Linked DNA regions of Triticum aestivum: region 1 is linked to region 2. The links are chromatin contacts, called in public Hi-C maps. All regions are on one chromosome and are shown on one strand. Each heading gives the region's core, a stretch centred on a gene start, on an enhancer-like site or on the middle of the called end of the contact. The rest is flanking DNA. Distances are from core to core; before and after follow the strand shown.

What was found. Hi-C and Micro-C count contacts between places; a contact is called where the count stands out from the background.
Region 1: a Hi-C map of leaf shows a contact between it and region 2, with 6 times the contacts expected there. The contact joins the promoter of LOC123121456 here to the enhancer-like site in region 2. A contact is called at or near these places in 2 of 5 Hi-C or Micro-C datasets (both in leaf).

Annotation. Positions count from the first base shown.
Region 1 is chr5D:320,141,211-320,144,881 of IWGSC CS RefSeq v2.1, reverse strand. LOC123121456 (probable transcription factor RL9) reads right to left here and starts at 2,164. Exons shown (of 6, transcript XM_044541449.1): 1 at 1,094-2,164; 2 at 905-981; 3 at 229-271; 4 at 1-82. The coding sequence starts at 1,937.
Region 2 is chr5D:319,421,290-319,424,650 of IWGSC CS RefSeq v2.1, reverse strand. No RefSeq gene overlaps it. Among protein-coding and RNA genes, the nearest start is that of LOC123124769, 170 kb to the right of the region's middle. Within about 2 kb of position 1,915, at least 6 of the 8 cell types and tissues checked have an H3K27ac peak or open chromatin away from gene starts, as enhancers often do. A contact at or near this core is called in leaf, where this site is marked.

The DNA of each region.
Region 1 (3,671 bases), core at 915-3,414, 720 kb before region 2:
CACATGTTGTTGTCGCCGCCGGAGCCGGCCTGGCCACCGGCGCTGGGGAAGTCGTCGTCGCCGGAGCCGCCGTCGGTCGGGCCTGAATGAGGTCACAGTGCCAGCCATGCACCCAAGGAGCGTCATAGATTAGTACCACCACTCCATTGATTACCAGTAAGCAGACGAGGTAGTGTAGACAAGAGCAATGCAATGGAGTTCTTGACGACGGATGGCAATGCGAATTACCTGAGGCCGCCGGCTTGTCCGTGCTCTTGACGGTTCGATACATCTGAAAGGGGCATGCAGCAGAGTGAGAAGAAACGGCAAAAAATCACAAGCAAGAAAACAAGAAGGATTGCAGCGCGGTTTAGGAGGACTGATGAGGTGGGAAGAAGACAAGCAAATGGATCAGCAGATGGATCGGCGCACAAGGCAACACCCGGAAGTGGACAAGGAGAAATACTATGATGCCAATGCCCTCGCCTTGGAGCCTTCCTAGCCAGTAGCTTTCTCTCTCCTCTCTCTCATTCTCTCTCTCTCTTGTTCTTCTCTCTCGTCCGGCCCTGTGCTTCTCTTTCTTCGTGGAGGTGAGCGCTTCGGGCCGTGCACACAGACGAGACGCGAACACATACGCTAGCTAGGTGGGCAGACGCGCACAGATGCACATACTACATTGCATTATTGAGTAATGATGGCAACTTTTTCTCTCCCTCGCGCGCGCACACACACATCCCCAAACACTGGCCTCACTCTCTCTCTCTCACTACCTCCAAGAATGGCAGTTTCTTCACTAACTCAGGAGTTACTGCATTGGCTTTCCTGTCTGACCCAAACAAGAACGGGACGAGCAGCAAGAGGACGCGAGACCGCGGGTTTGGGAGCAAGCGCAAGCTAGAGGGATCGGGTTCAGAATTGCTGGTACCTGGAGATGGCTCTTCACATGCGCTAGCGTCAGATCCTTCACGTCCATGAGCTCTAGGACTGACTTGGGCGTCGCCCCTGCGAGAGGTTAGATTTTGATCAGCGAAAGGTACTACGTTACGTAGGTAGCGCGCGCGCTCGTCGTCGGCGTCGGAGAGATTGGTTTGGTGGTGGTGGTAGTGGTACGTACTCTCGTGGCCGCCGAGGAGCTCCACGGCGTGCACGAAGCGGGCATGGAGGGTGCTGGTCCAGCGCATGCGGGGCGCGCGCATGCTGCGCTTGGCGGGGAGCTTGGGCATGAACCGGGACCCCAGCCCGAAGGGCTGCGCGCCGTGGAGATGATGATGGTGTCCGCCGAGACCCATGCCGACGCCGCCGCCGGGGGCGCCGTAGCTGCGCAGGGTGTCGGAGAGCATGCCGTTTAGTCTTCCGGAGGCCGACAGCATCCGATGGTGCGCGGCTGAGGACAGGAACGCCGCCGTGGGGTCGAAGGAATTCGCGGGTGGCGCCGGCCCCGGCCCGAGAGAGGACGGCGACGTCGATCCCAGGGAGGAGGGCCACGCCGCCGGATGGTGGTAGCCGTAGAAACCGACCTTCGGGAGGTGGTGCCCTTCTCCTCCCCCAGGCGCCGGCGGCAGGAACGGGAAGCCCCCGGCGCCGTTGTAGATAGGTATCCCCCGGATTGGCGGCGCCGCCGACGCGCCGCCGACACCCGCGTCCAGCGGCTGCAGCATCGGCATGGTCATGAGCGCGGCCTGGGCGGACGTGGTGGCGGCCGAGGACGCCGCAGCCGACGACGAAGGCCTGTGCCGCCACGGCAGCGCGGCGCCCTCCTGGTCGGCGGCCAGGAGGGGCGGAGACAAGGACAGCTCCGTGGACGCCGTGGACCCGTTCAGCCTCCTCCAGGGATCCCCGCCTCCGCCGCCCACAGGCCCGCGCCCGCCTCCGCCGCCCCCCGGGCCCGTCGGCGGCCCAGTGCTGGGCAGGCTGATGTGCAGCGAGAGGTCCGGCGACGCAGCCGAGCTCGCCTCCATCTCCCGGCCACCGGCGCGCCCCGATCGGACGCGCGCGCGCGTGCGTGCCTTGCTAGCACGCACAAACACCTAGGTCGGATTGGTGGGACGGGAGGGGGAGGATCGCAGGAAGGTTCTTGGTGTTCTTGGGAGGGAGGCCGGCCGGCCGTGTTGTGTTGCTCGGGAATGCTTGCGCTTTGGCTGGGCTGGGCTGGGGGGTGGTGTGATGTCTCCTTTTGTATCTGTCTCTAGTACTGGAGTTACTACTAGTACTACCCCTCTCTCTCTCTCTCTCTCTCTCTCTCTCTCTCTATCTCTCAACCTCCTAACATGAGAGACACCAGGGATGAATTGGTTTCTTGTGCTGTCCTTCCTTATTGCTCTTGCTTGTATAAAAAGGTAGAGAGAGAAACTGAAGAGAGAGGCAGAGGCAGAGAGAGAATGTGAGGTTATTATCTCGCTTGTTTAATTAGGAGGGGCAGGCATCACCAAGTCTGAGAAAATGACACTTAGGGGACTGCCGTGGTACTAGATGGATAGATAGGGGAGGGCAAGTGGAGGAGTCAAAGGAAGCACGCTTTTTGTTTCTACGTGTATTACTACTACTCCATAAAATACACCACCACTTCTAAAAAAGTAGCACACACACGCACAAAGAAATACTACCGTACTATTATTGACACACACACACTATAGAAAATGGGATTAACTGTACTACATGCATGTAGGTTTTGGTTGTAGTAATAGTATATTGTAGGAGAAGATTGATGGATCTGATTTTGTTTGTTGGACTGAAAAGGCTGTGTGAGCTCGTGCGCTTGGGATTCTTTTCCCCCCATGCCCCCAGGGTTTGGCTTGGGCTCTCCCTATCCTTTTCTGCTTTCTCTCTCTCTCCGTCCCTCCCTGTAGGTAGAGCACTGCACCCTTTTTTTAAGGGGGAGCTCATGACAGGGAGTCTCGCCGGAGGGACAGGCTTCTTGTTCTCCCTTCTCTCTCTCTCCAGGATGGATTTTTTCTTCCTCCTCATCTCGCTTTCGGATTGGATGCGTGTGGGGATTCAGTGCCCCTCATGGGCCGGGACTGACCGGGTCGACATTCTACAGTCTCGTCGGAATACGGTGATAACGAGCGGAGAGCCATTCTGGTGTTCGCGCACATGTCTACCGATGAATGAATGTCGGTTTCTTCTTCTTCTCCTCCTTTTTATTATTATTATCTTCGCAATGCACATTCTCTGATTAATAATTCTTAGCAGTACTGCCTTTTTCGAAACGAGATGGAAAAACATCTCGTGGTCGGAGGATGCGCACATCCCTCATACTGCTCGTAGTCCCCGCACAATAATACCTCTCCACTGCTTACATACTGTACTATAGCTGCGTTTAGCTTTTATGTCTTTTGTTCAGGGCATAACCGTAGCGATGCATTTGGTTTTGGTCATGTGGTGGGGGTTAAGATATGCACCGGGGGTGCGGTGCTTAATTGCGTGGGGCTTTCACGTGTCGGTAATGCCTGAAATTGTGTTTCCGTTACACTGGATTTTCTTTAACACAGTACAGACGTAGACGCTCATACGTATGCACATACACTCACCCCACACTCTATTTCTATGAGCACCTTGGAGAGACTGAACCTGCCTATCATCTTGAGATTGACGACGTCTCCACAGACGCCTTCGTAGTCGACGGGAACATCTCCTCCCACTGAGATTGATGAAGTCGCCACGGACTATTAGTTCACTGGGCTTGGATAGAA
Region 2 (3,361 bases), core at 666-3,165:
ACTTCATAAAATTTGTACAACTTTATAAGAAAAAATATCAATATTAATAATACAAAATCTTTATCACTTGATGCATCATGAAACTAATTTCATTTTGTATAACTTTAGAATTGTGGATGTTGATACTTTTTTACTATTAGGTTGATCAAACTTTACGAACTTTGACTGCAGACAAAGCTTAGATCATGGTTAATAGTATAGTCAACAACCGGCTATATGAAGTTGACACGTCACATAAACCTAACTAATAGCCCATTTATACAATAGTTAGTCATGCTAGTATGTTACATTATTAATATGTGGCCCATATTTTTCTATCACAAAGTGCGTTGAAACACATGGTACATCCGGCTGTAATTCTTATACGCGGAGTAGAAAGAAACGGAGTGAGTACCAGTCAAAACCCAGAAGTGACAGGTATTCACAGACAAAAGAGATTAGAGTAGATCCAGCCGCATGCACGTCCCGTCGCAGCATTGCATGGCATGCGAGACCGGATCAGCATCGACCATTCACCGCTGCAATAGTGCTCTCGATAATTAAAGACATGAGGTCCTGGCATCATGGGCGCCGAAGGAAGACATGCATGCATGCAAGCACAAAGGATCAAGCAGGCACACACACACGTACACATGCATGCACTGTGCGCTGGGGGCCAGCCCCCTGTTTACAGATCAGTGAGGCATGATGCAGGGACGATGGACATATGTATGTTTGCCAGTAAAGGAGAAGCAAGAATGGATGGGGAGGTTGGAAGAATTTAACTCCCCATGGCCATGGCGCCACCAGTCTTTTCAGCTCCATAGCCTTTTCTCTTTCCGATGGGTAGGAGGAAGCCAACAAGCAAAGAATATCATCGTCTCATTCCCATTCCCGTTCCCATTCCTACACACTTAGCCCCTCGGCCGGCCAATCCAAAGGCGCCACGTGGCGCTGCGGCACACGGCCGGGCTTTCCGACCTACTCTATCTGAAGACCCGCGTCCTCGAAGCTAAGCTAGCTAGCTAGCTAGCTATAGCAGAGGCTGTACATAGGTGTAGCTAGAGCTAAGCTTGCACACTTTGTGCCACATGCATATGGTGAGTGTTGCACTTTGGCCTTTCTCATGGTGTGCATGCAGCACAAGCAGCAGATCACCGGCATTATTGATACGATACGGCAGTGTGTCAAAACTTGACATAAAGTGAGACCAAAGCTATCCCGTTTAATTATTCCCCAAACCACGACACTTTTGCCCTTTTCGTAAAGAACAAAAGATTCGTCCCGTCGATTTGATAACACGGGGAAAAGGTCAACAGAAAAGACCTAATACAAAATCTACCACCTACCTACGCTGTAATGACCAATTAACTAAACGGAGAACGGCCGCGTCTAGCTGGGGTTGGGGTGGTGGTCAAGGAAAAAAAGATTTAACACCGGCATACACAGTGAAAACACGTTGCCCAAGGCGGGCAAAGGCCTCAGGCCTGAAGGAAGCCACAGAGTTAGAGAGAGAGAGGAGGAGGAATGACAGAGGGAGAGGGCATTGAAGTTGGTGTCAGTCACCCACACAGAGTATTCTACTGCTTTCCTCGACTATGACTTCTCTTTGTAGAGATTGCGAGAGGCAGCGAGGAGAGAGAGAGGGGGGAGATTGATGGGGCGGACAGAAACATCGTGTAGAGAGAGAGAGAGAGGAGCGCAGAGTGACCGACTGACTTGAGGCAGCAGGGAGTAAAAGAGCAACATCCCTGATATAAATACAGACAGAGCGTAGGAGGAGAGAGAGGGGGCCAGAGGGGGTCATGATTTTGTAATCCATTGCTTTATGATTGAGCTCGGGCGACCTGCCCCCGCCCTTTCCCTGCTGCTGCCACAGCGCAGCGCAGCTAGGCTAGCTACCACCGCCCCCAACGTCTCTCTCTCTATCTCTCTCCTCTTTTCTCTTTTGTTTTGACGCTGACACAAAAGAAGTCATGATGGCCTTATGATGGGGTGCATGCAGTATGACCACTTGTTTTTTCTCTCTCTCTCTCCCAGCTCTGGCTTTCTCTCTCTAGTCGCACTCGTCTTTATTTTTTATCACACGCACCGTCCGTCCTCGTTGGTCTTTTAGAAAGGACGGATCCCAGCTGTGGGGCCCATTGCCAGTCCGATGCGCGTGAAGTCCCTCGTGTATATTTCTAGGGCGGAATGGGCCGCATGGTTGTGTCGCTTGCCCTCTTCGGTCATACCCAGCCCGGGGTTTGCATGTTCTGGCCCATATAGTGGTACGAATGGTAAAAAAAACAATGAACAAAATTATCTTTTTTTGCGCGAAAGGACGATTTACTCAGTAACGGTGAATGTGGCTTTTGTTCAGAAAATGATAAGTTACTTTCAGTTTACATAGTCCTCCGTTCCAAAATAAGTTTCTCAACTTAGACACTTATTTTTGGACGGATGGAGTACTAAGCATGATTTGCGTGATTCCAGGACCGTCGGGGCCTTATTCAATTGAAACAAACTCACACATGGTTTCTGAAATAAGGGCCTCTTTTATCCGAAAACAGTTCCAAATGATTTCTGTTGGGTTGTATCCTTATAATTTTTACTGTGTTGTTTGTTTGATCTGAAGGATTCCAATCCATGAAATTTGCTTCTCAGATCTTGCAAATATTATAAGGATAAATCTCGTTGAATCAAATCTATCGGAACAAATATTATATGTTCTCAGATCTTGCAAATATTATAAGGATAAATCTCGTTGAATCAAATCTATCTGAACAAATATTATATGTTCTCAGATCTTGCAAACCAGAGAAGCCCTAGATGTATGTCAGATCGATATTTGACCCTCCGGAGCTCCTAGGTGAATTACTCTCGTCACTACTCTAGCTACTACCCTAGAATGCATACTTATAATTTCCCTCTATAATGACTAGTCTATCCAAGAATTTATTTCCTTGTCCGCTAGTATATATGTACGGATCAAAATTGTCAAGTACTACCTCCGTCCTGGTTTATTGCTCCCTTCATATTCTGTGCAAAATTTTGCCTATAGATTTAACTAACAAATTGTTAATGCATGTCACAAAAAATTATATCATTTGATTTGTATTTGAACATAGTTTCTGGTAATATTATTCTTGTTAAGTGTAACTTATATTTTAATAGTTAAAATCATGAACAAAATATTACCCTAAACACGAGGGGGCTAATAAACTAGGACAGAGGTAGTAGTGCAGGATCAAGTACATATACATGTAAATCGAAACATAAAAAAAATTAATTCCCACGTATGCACATCAAGCAACACTCGTAGACCTAGAAGGTTATGAGGTTAACCTATTATGGAATTGCTTAACTATTATTATGTTCCTAGTTTAAGTCAAAACTATCA